2 separate regions of the Zea mays genome follow, and region 2 is linked to region 1. A link is a contact called in public Hi-C data. All regions are on one chromosome and are shown on one strand. The core of a region is the stretch at or near the end of the contact, and the rest is flanking DNA. Distances in the headings are between cores, read along the strand shown.

What was found. Hi-C and Micro-C count contacts between places; a contact is called where the count stands out from the background.
Region 2: a Hi-C map of endosperm shows a contact between it and region 1, with 2.6 times the contacts expected there. The contact joins the promoter of LOC100191386 here to the promoter of LOC100273111 in region 1. A contact is called at or near these places in 2 of 25 Hi-C or Micro-C datasets (endosperm and tassel).

The regions. Positions count from the first base shown.
Region 1 is chr3:187,682,552-187,689,213 of Zm-B73-REFERENCE-NAM-5.0, forward strand. LOC100273111 reads left to right here and starts at 3,463. Exons shown (of 6, transcript NM_001147560.1): 1 at 3,463-3,673; 2 at 4,648-4,754; 3 at 4,822-5,196; 4 at 5,694-5,915; 5 at 6,152-6,271; 6 at 6,408-6,662. The coding sequence starts at 4,677.
Region 2 is chr3:187,823,285-187,830,407 of Zm-B73-REFERENCE-NAM-5.0, forward strand. It overlaps LOC100191386, which reads right to left and starts at 2,241. Exons shown (of 1, transcript NM_001136820.2): 1 at 1-2,241. The coding sequence starts at 2,219. The coding sequence ends at 246. It overlaps LOC100216776, which reads left to right. Exons shown (of 7, transcript NM_001143175.1): 7 at 4,583-4,918. The coding sequence ends at 4,745.

The sequences.
Region 1 (6,662 bases), core at 2,213-4,712:
GTCACTCGTATGGACTGATCCTTGACTTAATCGCACCCATCAGGCCTCTGCAGCTTTATGCTGATGGGGGTTACCAGCTGAGAATTAGGCGTCTTGAGGGTACCCCTAATTATGGTCCCCGACATCCACTCTCTCTCAGGTGCGAGCAAGGAGCACGAGCGCGAGCCCAGCCATACGACCTCGGCAGGACACCTCACAGCATCGTATCCAACAACTCCAGGTTATTCCTTATCTATTCATCGTTCATTGATTTTTATATATCTTCTCTTTGCATTATCGTAACATTAGGGCGAAATATTACAGACTCAGCTAGATGATGAGAGGAGGCAACGTGAGGAGCTGGAGAAGAGGATGGCGGAGATGTTCGCGTACATGCAGAGCCTTGGCGCCGCACAGGGTCATGCTCCACCACCTCCGTTGTTCCCTGCAGCTGACCCTACAGAGTTCACTACTCCTGTGAGTATCAAAATTTTAGTACTGCATGATATTTATTCATATGTTCTCACACATACAATCTCTTCTCTGTGCAGGGTCAATCGGCGGCGTCGAACAACCCTCATGCTTCGTCCAGCCCTTCGCCGAACCAGTCCAGATGCCCACCTCGTTGATGATCTGTTTTGTGATGATCCAGACTTACCTTTATGAGTGTTGGTGATGTTAGTTAGACTTTATCTTGTGAGATACTTGGTGATGTTAGTGATGATGCAGACTTATATCTGTTTTGTGATGATCCTTACTTATATTTATGAGACTTTGTGATATATATGGTGTTGATGATAAATGTGTTCATTATGTGATGTGATTGATATATAATGTGATGTGAATGATATATATCTTTTGTTTGTTTGGATGGAACAACAAAAGCAAATAAAAAAGGGACATCCTGGTCACTTTGCCGAGTGTAACACTCGGCAAAGGGTCGCTTTGCCGAGTGCTATGACCATGGTACTCGGCAAAGAAGGCAACCTGGGAACCGGTAAAGCCATCTTTGTCGAGTGCTCACAAAGGCACTCGGCAAAGAAGGAAACCTGGGAACCGGCAAAGACATCTTTGCCGAGTGCCTTTACCAAAGCACTCGGCAAATATACTGGCGAAGGGGCCCACTGGAGGGTTCTTTGCCGAGTGCCAGTCCACCTGACACTCGGCAAAGAGGCTGGCGGTGGGGCCCACTGGACCAGTCTTTGCCGAGGGCCTCTAGAGCAAACACTCGGCAAAATTGGCCTCTTTGCCGAGTGCCACAGAAGGCACTCGGCAAAGGATCCGTCACCGTCACTTGGTGCCGTGACGGTGACTTTTCTTTGCCGAGTGCCCGACAAAAAGTACTCGGCAAAGAGGCTGTTGCCGATGTACAGTTCGTCGAGCGTTCTTTGCCGAGTGTTACACTCGGCAAAGCCTTTGCCGAGTGTAAAATAGCCTTTGCCGTGTGTCTCAGACACACGACAAAGGAGCTGATTCCGGTAGTGAGTATGATATATAGTGCTATATATATCCGATAACACTAGTGCTTTTGCAAAAGTTGGACCGCCCATTTAATTATCTATACGGTTAGTATTACTCCCTACATTCTAATTTATAATTCGTTTGACTTTTTCACCCTAAGCTTGACCGACTCGTCTTATTAAAAAATCATAATTATTGTTAATTTTTGCTATGATAGTGTTTAGTATATAATATATTTTAAATGTGGCTTCAATTTTTTTTATTTTTTCGCAAAAAAATGAATATGACAAACCGATCAAACTCTTCAACATAGATAAATTTTGACGAGTTTTGTATTAACAGTTCGTAACTGCGATGAACAAGGACACATTTTTTTCGGTAGAAAGTCCAGTCGAGGGTGCCCGATAATTCCTGCGTTCAAATTAATACAAAATCGATTTGACTCAAATTTAACATTTTTTATCGCTCTGATCGATATTAGATAACGTGAGTTGTCTTAATTTAAGAATTCTCTGCTGCTTTGTTCAAGACGAAGGGAAGAAAAAAAATACTAAAACCTAGTCCTATATGAAATTCTCTACAACTATTATTTAGGACCCACACCCGCTTAAATATTTTGACTACGATTTTCCAAAACAGCCGAATCCACTGCCTTTAAGCCTATTAGGTCGACTAGAGTTGGAAGTTTAATTAAGCAAATTGTCGAACAAAAACCTTGCTTAAAATAACCTATCTAATAATCCTAACAACATATCCTATACTAGAGCACACACACCACACAGTTAAAAATGTGATAATGGTTTACAAACCTTGATCAAGCAAGTCTAACTCATTCTAAGATAATTTAGCATACATACACCACTCCCTAGTAGGATAGAATTCAAGAACATAAACTTCTAGTGTTTTCAAGCACATTCATAATCCACATCAAATGACAAACAACTCATGAATTAAATTCAAGTTACGAGTGATTAATAATATTTGTATAAACATGTTTAACACCATGTTACACTACCCGCCGTCCCCGTACAATGGCGAAAAAAATGCGTGACGGTAAAGGTGGCTGGGCGACTGCCCAATCTGGCCTTCGGCACGTGCGAGAGCACTGGCCACCGGGAACCGAGGGCAACAACGATGGCCGTGGCCACCACCAGTGGCCTCCACCGAGTTGGCAAGATCCGGCAGGCATCAGGACGAAGGACAACCGCGCGAGGCTGGCGCGCGTAGTTTTGAATAAAAAACACACACATACAAGAAAACGGATCTCATCGCAGGTCGCAGCCACTCTCGGTTGCACTGACACCAACGCTATTCTAATCATATACGTACTGATGTGGCCGTTCCATCGGCTTTGGCCTTTGCTCTCGGCTCCACTCGACTACTCTCTCTCAGTCAAGTCTCGCTCCTCCCCATGCATGGGCCTATCCACCTGTGGGAGTAAAAGAATGGCAGGCAGGTAGGCAGAGGCAGGCAAAAAAAAACTGCAAAAGACCAGCAGCGTTTCACAGGCTACTGCACCATCAACTGATAAAAGCTGTAAAAAACGGCCGAGCGAAGCCTTTCCAGGCCTTTTTCCACCGTTGGGGGCGTTTAATGACGGAGTCACCAAGGTGTAAATGCCCCCCATTTAACACGGGCATTTAACGGGATCAAGTTGGAACGGTAGGGGCGCTGCCGCTGGGTACTTCCGTACTACCCGCTATCGGTTGCCTAACACACGGTGCCGCAGCAATCGCCGCGAAGAAAGATCAGCGTCCGTCCATGACGTGTGGGCCACCAGCCGGTTGGCCAGCGGCGGGACCGCGGGGCTGCAGGCTGCTGCTGCCTACAGGCCACAGGCCATGAGCCAACGCCAACGTCTCCTACTCGTACTCTACCAGTCGTCGCAACGCAACCGGCTAACGTCTTCTGCCGCGACTGGTCTGCGGCCGCGTGGCGGGCCCCAGCTGTCATGCTCCCCTCGGCGGGGCCGCCCCGCTGCCAATATAAGAGGCGAACAGGGACAGCGCCTTTCGGCTGGCACCGGGAGCGTGCGTGACCGTCACGAGGAAGGAGATCGGGAGCGCAGCCGCAAGCCGGCAAGCGGAAGGGAACGGCTCGTCGCCGGCGGGGCCACGTACCCAGGCCGGGGTCACCGTCCGGGCGGCTGGGGTGGGCGAATCGATTCTGCGTGCGCGGCTGGGTCGAGGTCGAGATAGCCTTTGGACGGGGTGAGGAAAGCGAGAGATAAAAGGTTGGGCCGCTTGCTTGCCCTTCCACTTCTATCTATCCCCACCTCCTTCTCCCTTTCCGCCCCCGGTTTATTTTTTCTTCGTCCTGGATGCGTCGGTCGCGTGTTTGATCTGACTAAGCCGCGGAGGAGGGTGCTAGATGTCCGTGCGGTGGGCGGTGGCTCCCGAGGGCGACCGGAGTTAGGTCCTTGCCGCCTTCAGTGCGGTGGGGAAGGTGAGGGGCTCAGGGCTTTTCGGTGGGTGCTTGACTCGCTTCGACGTGAAAGCTTGCCTTTCTCGCGGTAAATTCGGATCTTTTGGGGTTTCGCGCGCCCTGCTGTTCGTGTTCGGTTCCTCTCGGTACGGTTGGCTTTGCCTGAGGTTTTGTTCTGGGGGTCCGGGTTTCTGGCTGGTTTTGCGCAGCGACTGTGGAAGAGGTGCCAGGCTCAGTCTTCCCGTTTGTGTCTCGGCCTTCCGGTGAGTCGTTCCCTGCTGAACGCTTACTTGATCGAGTGCCCAAGGATAGAAGTTGCCACACGAAGCTTGGTTTCTGTGCCAACGCCCCTTTCTTCTTCTGTGAAGAAATTGCCGTTTACGGCGAAGACTTGTGCGCTGGCTCAGTTTCACCTAGTTCGTGCTTATTTTTACTCGATCCACTCCAATCTTTGGTATGCTTGTAATCCTGCTAATTCGTGGTGAAGACGGGATTTTCTTTTCTTTTTTTCTGTACGACATTTGAGCAGTGGGAACTGGGGAGCTATTCTTGTTGTCGATTTGTGATAGAAGTCCGTAGAACCTCTCTTGTTTTTTAGAACTTTTACTCTTGGATGCATGAATTATGAGAGAGTACTGCTGACCTTTTTTTCGTGTTTAACATCATGTTTTAGTTGCTGATGCAAATACTAGATTCTGATGGTCAAATATTTGGGTACCGCCTTTTTTTAGTGGGGACATTCTGGCACACCTCTGATCTGTTCTTGTACTTGCAATCTTTCAGCGAGACATTGAAGGCGCAGAACCCAAAGAATGGGTAAGAGAGGAAAGTGGTTTAGTGCGGTGAAGAAAGTCTTCAGCTCCTCCGATCCAGATGGAAAGGAAGCCAAGGTACGTCGAAATTCCTTATTCACAACAAAAAAAAAAGTCCACTTGGTGACATGTGGCTACTATGAAGGCCCAGAAGGCAGACAAATCGAAATCCAAGAGGAGATGGCCATTTGGAAAGTCCAAGCACTCGGAGCCTTCCATATCGACGGTGCCAGGCACTGCTCCAGCAGTAGCTCCGTTGCCATCACCACCAGCAACTCAGCCCCACTCTCTGGAGATCAAAGATGTCAATCCAGTTGAAACAGACAGTGAGCAGAACAAGCATGCCTACTCCGTTGCGCTTGCGTCTGCTGTCGCTGCTGAAGCTGCAGCAGTTGCTGCCCAGGCTGCTGCGGAAGTTGTCCGCCTCACAGCAGTTACCACGGCTGCACCAAAGATGCCTGTTAGTTCGAGGGAAGAACTTGCCGCCACCAAGATTCAGACTGCCTTCAGGGGTTATCTGGTAATTCATCTGCACTTGTAGGTCATTTACTACTCACATCTGTTATCTTGTTGATGTCGTGCACTACAGCCCTATAGTAAGAAAATTCAGATCCTCTGACTGCTGTTTGTCACTGTCTTGAACTTGTTAGCACCTGAGACCATGCACGCAATGACGCAAGCTTCCTTTTGGTTAATATTTTGTAAGACATCTGATTTGGTTGGTAAAGCGTTGCTGTCTAATTCATCATTGTGTATCTCTATAATCTGTTCGTTTTAGAATACAGTCAAGATTGCACTTGCTTGTCGTTTTCAAACTTATATTTGTCTGATATTTCAAATATTGTGCCACTTAAAAGAGATGGTGATGCTAATGTTATATCTAAAAAACACTGAACATGATCTATTGAGAATACTTCCACTGATTGGATTCACTGACCTATATTTATATATATGCATATTTCTATGCGATATTAATTGCTTGCTAAATCTGCAAAAAACGAATTTTAATTTTTTTAGGCAAGGAGAGCATTGCGTGCACTAAGAGGGCTAGTTAGATTGAAGTCGCTTGTTGATGGAAATGCTGTCAAACGCCAAACCGCTCACACCTTGCAATGCACACAAGCAATGACAAGAGTTCAAACTCAAATCTACTCTAGAAGGGTGAAGTTGGAGGAGGAGAAACAGGCTCTTCAAAGACAACTCCAATTGAAACATCAAAGGGAACTTGAGAAAATGAAGGTGAGCACACCATTTTGATGCAAGCAAGAGTCTAAGCTACATGATATCTAGGGAAAATTAATGTTTTTCTATCACTACTAAGCTACATTGATATCTAAGGAATATATGTTTTATATCATGATTTAAAATATAATAATGTTGCACCCAAGTAGTTTTTTTTTTGGGTACTGATGTTGCAACTATAGAATAGGACGGTCCTGACATAAGAGATTTCTTACACTTATTTTTCTTATCAGATTGATGAAGATTGGGATCACAGCCATCAATCCAAAGAGCAAATTGAGGCCAACCTAATGATGAAACAGGAAGCTGCACTGAGGCGAGAGAGAGCACTTGCATATGCATTTTCTCACCAGGCAAGCTGTCCCTTCTGTTTCTGTGGAGTTCATATATTATTTTTCTTGGTCCCAACTTCTGTTGTTACATCGAATTATTCTGCTATACATGTATCTCTGTTTCATTCTTTCGCCATTCTTTTCCCCCCTCACGCAGTGGAGGAATTCTGGTCGAACTATAACCCCTACTTTTACGGAACCTGGGAACCCCAACTGGGGCTGGAGCTGGATGGAGCGCTGGATGACAGCAAGACCATGGGAGAGTCGGTTGGCGGCGGCATCGGACAAGGACCCTAAAGAACGTGCTGTGACAAAGAATGCGAGCACCAGTGCTGTTCGAGTACCTGTATCCCGTGCCATCTCGATTCAGAGACCAGCAACACCAAACAAGTCGAGCCGCCCACCAAGCCGG
Region 2 (7,123 bases), core at 991-3,490, 140 kb after region 1:
CGTGGCCCATCAATGTCAAGTTTAAACCTTGAGGACTAATGTCCTGCCTTACCGGTAAAATGGCGCAATTAATGTAACCATCCGGTAGGTAATCATTAATATTAGCAGTAAGCACACTTATCAGCACAGATAACATGTTTGAATCTTACTCGCCAATCGCAACAACCTTAAGTCAGTGACTTTTGTTATTTTATCTGAAACATTGTCGCCCATTCGCCGAATAAGTTACTGGAACATGGAGCCTTTTATCTGAGTTTCTGGACATCGAATTCGTTGGAGCTTCTTATCTGGCTTATAATCTGGGATGCCTTATCAAACTTGTACGCTCTCTCATAAACGCCTGCAGCCACAAGATAAAGCTCCCTCTTGTCGATGCTTGGGTCATGGCTTAGCTCGCCAACCAGCACTTCGAGCGCCTTGAAGTCCTTCTGAGCGCCAAGGAGGCTAATCATCTGAAAGTGCACCCGGTCTGAGAACACACAACCTGCCTCCCTCATTGCCTGGTACAGCGCCGCGGCCTTGTCGAACTCCTTCAGCTTGCCATAAGCATTCATCGCGGTGGCAATGATCTCTGAGTCTGGCAACTGGCCCAACTTCCTCATTTCATCGAACACCTCGATCACATTACGGTGCCTCCGGTTCTTCGCGTACAAGTCCATCATTGCTCTGTGCACCGATGAGTCCTTGATCTCACCGGTGTTGACCGCACGACGGAACAGCCATGCGGCCTCTTCCAGACGACCGGCACTGGCCAAGATTTTAATGGCTGTCTCCTTGGGGATGCCCTCCGGGTCTTTCAGATCGCGCAACAAACGCTTGGCCTGTGAGACAAGCCCGGCACGCTCATAGGCCACTACCATTGTCTGGTACAGCACTGGGTCGATCTCCGTGCCAGCTTCCCTCAGCTTCTCAAACAGCCTGGCAGCGCGGTCGAGCTTCCCGGCCTTCACCCATATGGACAAGATAGTGGAGTAAGTGATGGCATCAGGCTGGACGCCAATGGCCTGCATCTCCTGCACCAACCTTCCAGCTTTCTCGTCCTCCAGCGACTTGCCGTAGATGGTAATCATGGTGTTGTACGTCACCACATTCGGTTTGACGCTGCTACCAGCGCCACCGTTGCCATCTGAAGTGCTGCGCATGAGGTCAAACAGGTGAACTGCCTCGCCGAACAGCCCTGCATCGCCGTACACACGGAGCATGGTGTTGTAGGTCACCACGCTTGGCGGCACGCCTGCCCGGCGCATGGACCAGAACAGCCGGTCCGCCTCGCGCGCGAGGTCCAGCTGCCCGTACGCGTTGAGGATGATGTTGAACACCGAGATGTCCGGCTTGACGCGCGCCACGGCGCGCATGTGCGAGAACAGCGACACGGCCGCGAGGTGCCGCCCCCTTCGCGCCAGCGCCGCGAGGATGGGGGAGTATGTCTCCGCGTCGGGCGCGACGCCGTCGGCCGGCATGTCGTGGAGCAGCATCCGCTTGGCGTCGCGGAGAAGGTCGGACTTGCAGTAGGCGGCGACGGCCGCGTTGTATGCCTTGAGGTCGGGCCTGATCCCCGCGGCACGCAGCCGGGAGAACAGCGCCAGCGCCTTGGGCGCGTCGCCACCGCGGAGGGCGAGGTGAATGAGGTTGGAGAAGAGGATCAGGTCCGGAGCCACGGCGTCATCCTCCATGAGCGGCAGGAAGGTGAGCGCGTGGTCGAGGTGGCCCGCACGGGTGAGCGCGGCGAGGAGGGTGGAGTACGAGAACGCGTCGGGGGTCACGCCCCTCTCCCGCATCTCGAGGAGGAGGCCGGAGGCGAGGCGGAGCTCGCCAGCGCGGCAAGCAGAGCGGAGCAGTAGGTTATATGGGATGAGGAGCGTGGGGGCGGGGAGGTCCGGCGCGAGGAGGTCGAGCAGCGCGACGCCGCGGCGGGGGTCGGGGAGGCGGGAGAGGAGCGCACCGAGGAGGCGCGCGGAGACGGGTCGGTGCGTGGCGAGCACGGCTGCCAGGTCGGGAGCCGTCCGCGCGGCCGAGAGCGCGGTGACGAGGGCCGGGACGTCGATCGTACGGTCATCGTGCTGCCGTTGTTGGAGCTCGGCGGCGGACTTGTGGCGCTGGTGGAGGGGGTGAGAAGAGGGGAGGTTGGGGTTCAGCCAGACGGATTTCGCGGCGGGGAGCCTGCGGTGAGAAGGTGATGGGAGCGCCGCGGCAGCGGCCGGGGCTGTAGTGGGCGGCATTGGGTGTCGGCGTGTGGCCGCGTGGGAGGGAATGAGAGATGGATAGGAGATTTTTGCCATTGGTGGTATAGATGGTCATATGTAGGGATGGAAACGGTCGGTAAACACTAAAACCGTTACCGTTTTTATATTTTTTATCGAAAATAAAATCGAAAACGGTAACTCCAAAAACGGAAACGATATCAGTATTTCAGAAACATCGGAAACAAAAGTTTATTGCAGAAAATACACCGATAACAGTCGAAATCTAAAATACGATTGGTAAACATATTAAACTTCATAATTCAACAAAGTTGACAAAAGATCACAAAGACCACAAGTTCACAATTCATGATATAACAAGTTTTCACAATATAACAAGTTCACAAGGATCACAAATTTATAATATAAAAAGTTTACAAAGATCACAAGTTCACAATATAACAAGTTCATAAAGATCACAAGTTCACAGACTCAAAGTTCACAATTCACAATATCCACTCGATCTAGCTGACATGGCATACTTACTTATAAAATATTTTTTTCCTCACATAAAGAGTTTTTCACAACCTCACAGGAAAACCCTAAAACCTAGTGTGTAGAAAAGACCAAATCGTTAATCTGAATTGCCTTCCAACACCATCTATCCCAAAAAAAGATTAAGGCGTCCAAAAAATACAAAATAAGTAATCCTTGTCTAAAGACGTACAGGCGATACGAAAAATCACATGCTGGAAATTTCCAAAAAAAAATCCGAGACACAATTTCGGAAAATTCCGAGACACAAATCCGGTAATTTCCGACAAAAACCGATAACCGAAGGAAACAATCGGTAAAACACCACACCGATTCTGATAGAAAATTCTGAAAACCGATTCTGTTTTCGAAAAATACTGTTACTGATGAATCCGATCGAAAAATTTCGAAATCAGTTTCTGGAATACCGAAAAATTCCGAAACCGTTTTCATCCCTAGTTATATGGCACTAACACGGTGGGCCGAACCGTGCACGCCACTAAAAAGCACGGCTCGGCCCGGTCCATGTAGTGTCGAGCCCGGTCCGTACACAGTGTCGTGCCTGGGCGTGTCTGGGCCACCAGCTCGGCCCATAGTATCGACCCAGTCCCAACACGGTTAACTGGGCTAGCACGGCAGTGGCACGGCGCAGGTGCTAGGCCCAGCCAGCCAAGCGCCATATGCCCCCATATCCCAAAGTCGCACCCGTGCGCTAAACTAAACCCTAAACGCCTCGTTTGTCCGTGGACAACTCTTCCTCTCGCATCGCGAAGCCGCGAACTCCTCCCTCGGTCCCTCCGCCTCCGCTCAGATCTGTCCTCTCTCCGCTCCGGTCTACCTCTCCTCTCTCTCGTCTTCGCCTCCGCTTAGATCTATCGTCGGAGATCCTCTCCCCCGCCCCATCCTCAAGACCTCAACGGATTTGCGTGTTTGTGGAACCGGGTAACTCCTATCCGTAACCCTAGCTCTGGTCTCCCTCTCCTCACTCTCCTATCTTCTTCTCCCCCTCCGGTGTCATCTACACCAACTGGTGGCCACTGGCCGGCACTGGCACACGGCACAACATCATCCTCGTCTATCTCGTCGTCTCCCTCGAGCTCATACGCCGTCGGCTGCTACGGTGCTCCGGATTCAAACTCGTCGAGGAATCGGGTGGTCGGACCGGTTGTTCGTCGACGGTCGACCGGTCGACGCCGCCTGCGGAGATCCCGGTGCTCCGGCTTATTTGGTAACCCTAACCCTAACCTCTTTGATTATGTAACCCTAACCCTAATCTTGTATTCCTGTTGTAGTAAGAGTCTAAGCCTGTTGAATACTTCACTGACAAAAAGGCTAAGCTTGTTGAGACTCTTACTTCTTCTTGGACCCTAGAGCTAAAATGAAAGGTTTCAGTAGAGTGCTTAGAAGGTTGATGAACCTGACTAGTACAGATTATGCTGCTTATGAGGTTACCGCTAGAGCTAGGCTTACTGATGTTTATAATAAGTATGAAGAGAAATATGGATCTGTTAGATTGACAAGGGTTGTCCCTCCTAACTTGTCTGGTAAGAAAAGGTCTGCTTGGGATGAAATTTATGATGATGCTGATGATGTGGGTGATTATGTTGGTATGCATTCTTTTGCTTCTACTCTAAACATTGCTAGAGATACCTCTGAACTACTCTGTTGCATGCTGCAAACTCTTCAGCTTCTAATGCTTCTGAACTCGTTTCTTACTTAGATTGTGACACTGTAAACCAGTTAACTAATGATTTCAACATCTTGCACTGGTGGCATCAGCACAAACTCACTTATCCAGTACTGTCAATTATGGTTAAAGATATTTTAATTGTTCCTGTGTCTACCATCTCTTTAGAATCCACTTTTAGTTTAACTGGCAGGATCATCGACGAGCGGAGGAGGAGGTTGAAGTCTGATGTGGTTGAGATGTTGACATGCATTAAAAATTGGGAGGATGCTGAAGCAAGGATGCAACACATGGTGGATGACAAAGAGCTTGAAGAAACATTTGAAAATGTTTATCTTGATTAGTCTCTTTGTGACCATTTGTGCAATGGGACTGTAATATTATGCACCTGAACTTTGTTTATTGTAAGGACAGTGAACTTTTTAATGAGTTGGGTTGTACTCTTTTTTCCTGTCTAAGGTTTCTCACAAGGGTGAGTTTTACCTAGACAGGTTTTTAACGAGGCAGCCATTGCACTACAGCTCATAATAAAAATGTTTTAATAAACATAGCAGTTTGAAGTTGTATTTCTTATCTGTTTGATGCTAGAAAGTGTGTTTTCAGACTTAGTGCTCGTGCTGGCACTAGCACTAACATGCCACCATGTCTGGTGGCACGGCATGGTTGGCCTTGGCACTGATAGTGTCGTGCCTATGCCGGTGGTCCAGCATACAGGCACTAACAGGCACGACACGAATCTTTTGCCATGCCTAGATGTGCCTGGTCGTGCTAGTGTCAGGGTCGTGTCGTGCAGCCAGGTTGGCTATCTATAATTGGTGGTGACATCACGCCAGGAAATTACGAAAGGCGCCAGTCAGAGCAAGGCGACGGCATCCGACCAGTGTGCGCTGTCCATTGGTCCATTGAACTTGCATCGGCCGACCGGTTGGCGGTAATCGCAAACTCACACGGCGCATTGTCACATTTGAACCATTTTATTTTATAAACTAGGTGTCGGCGTTTCGAGACAGGGGGGGTCCCTAAGCCGACGAGTGAGTGTGCTGCGTGCCCCAGCCCAGATGGGTCGAGCGCGTGGGCGAGCGCGAAGGGGGGAGAGGCGAGGAGGCCGGAGTCGAGCGTGAGAGAGGTGGAAGTCCCGCGGCCTTCGTGTTCGTCCCGCGCCCAGGTCAGGTGCGCTTGCAGTAGGGGGGTTACAAGCGTCCACGCGGGTGAGGGAAGCGAGCGGCCCCAAGAGAGCGCCTGTCCCGTCCTCGGTCCCGCGCAGCCAACCTTCTCTAAGAAGGCCCTGGTCCTCCCTTTTATAGTCGTAAGGAGAGGATCCAGGTGTACAATGGGGGGTGTAGCAGAGTGCTACGTGTCTAGCGAAGGGAGAGCTAGCGCCCTAGGTACATGCCAATGTGGCAGCCGGAGAGATCTGGGCACCCTGCTGGTGTGATGTCGTGGCTGTCGGAGGTGCGGCGGAGCCTGGCGGAGGGACAGCTGTTGGAGCGGTCGAGTCCCTGCTGACGTCGTCCTGCTTCCGTAAGAGAGCTGGGGACCGCCGTCGTCATAGAGCTTGTGGAGCGCCATCATTGCCCCTCCGGCGGAGCTGGCCGGATGGGACGCCGGTCTTGTTCTCCGTGACCCGAGTCGATTCGGGGTAGGATGATGATGGCGCTTCCTGTTGACGTGGCGGTCTGTGCCCTAGGCAGGGCGACGTGGGGGTTCCTCCGAAGCCGAGGTTAAGTCTGCCTTCCGTTGCCGTGGCCGAGCCCGAGCCAAGGGGTCGGGCGAGGCGGAAGTCGTTCGGCCGAGGCCAGGGCGGAGTCCGAGCCCTGGGGTCGGGCGAAGCGGAGTTTCGTCGTCTTCCGGGTCTTAGCCCGAGTCCGAGCCCTGGGGTCGGGCGGAGCGGAGTTCGCCGTCTTCCGGGTCTTAGCCCGAGTCCGAGCCCTGGGGTCGGGCGGAGCGGAGTTCGCCGTCTTCCGGGTCTTAGCCCGAGTCCGAGCCCTGGGGTCGGGCGGAGCGGAGTTCGCCGTCTTCCGGGTCTTAGCCCGAGTCCGAGCCCTGGGGTCGGGCGGAGCGGAGTTCGCCGTCTTCCGGGTCTTAGCCCGAGTCCGAGCCCTGGGGTCGGGCGGAGCGGAGTTCGCCGTCTTCCGAGTCTTAGCCCGAGTCCGAGCCCTGGGGTCGGGCGGAGCGGAGTTCGCCGTCTTCCAGGTCTTAGCCCGAGTCCGAGCCCTGGGGTCGGGCGGAGCGGAGTTCGCCGTCTTCCGGGTCTTAGCCCGAGTCCGAGCCCTGGGGTCGGGCGGAGCGGAGTTCGCCGTGGCGCCTTTGGCAAGGCCTGACTGCCTGTCAGACTCGCTCTGTCGAGTGGCACTGCAGTCGGAGTGGCGCAGGCGGCGCTGTCCTTCTGTCAGACTAGCCAGTGGAGCGGTGGAGTGACGGCGGTCACTTCGGCTCTGCCGGGGGCGCGTGTCAGGATAAAGGTGTCAGGCCACCTTTGCGTTAAATGCCCCTGCAATTTGGTCAGTCGGTGTGGCGATTTAGTCAAGGTTGCTTCTGAGCGAAGCCAAGGCCTCGGGCGAGCCGGTGATGTGTCCGCCATAAAAAGGGGGCCTCGGGCGAGACGGAAGTCTCTCGAGGTCGGCTGCCCTTGGCCGAGGCTAGGCTTGGGTGAAGCGTGATCGAGTCACTCGTGTGGACTGATCCCTGACTTAATCGTACCCATCAGGCCTTTGCAGCTTTA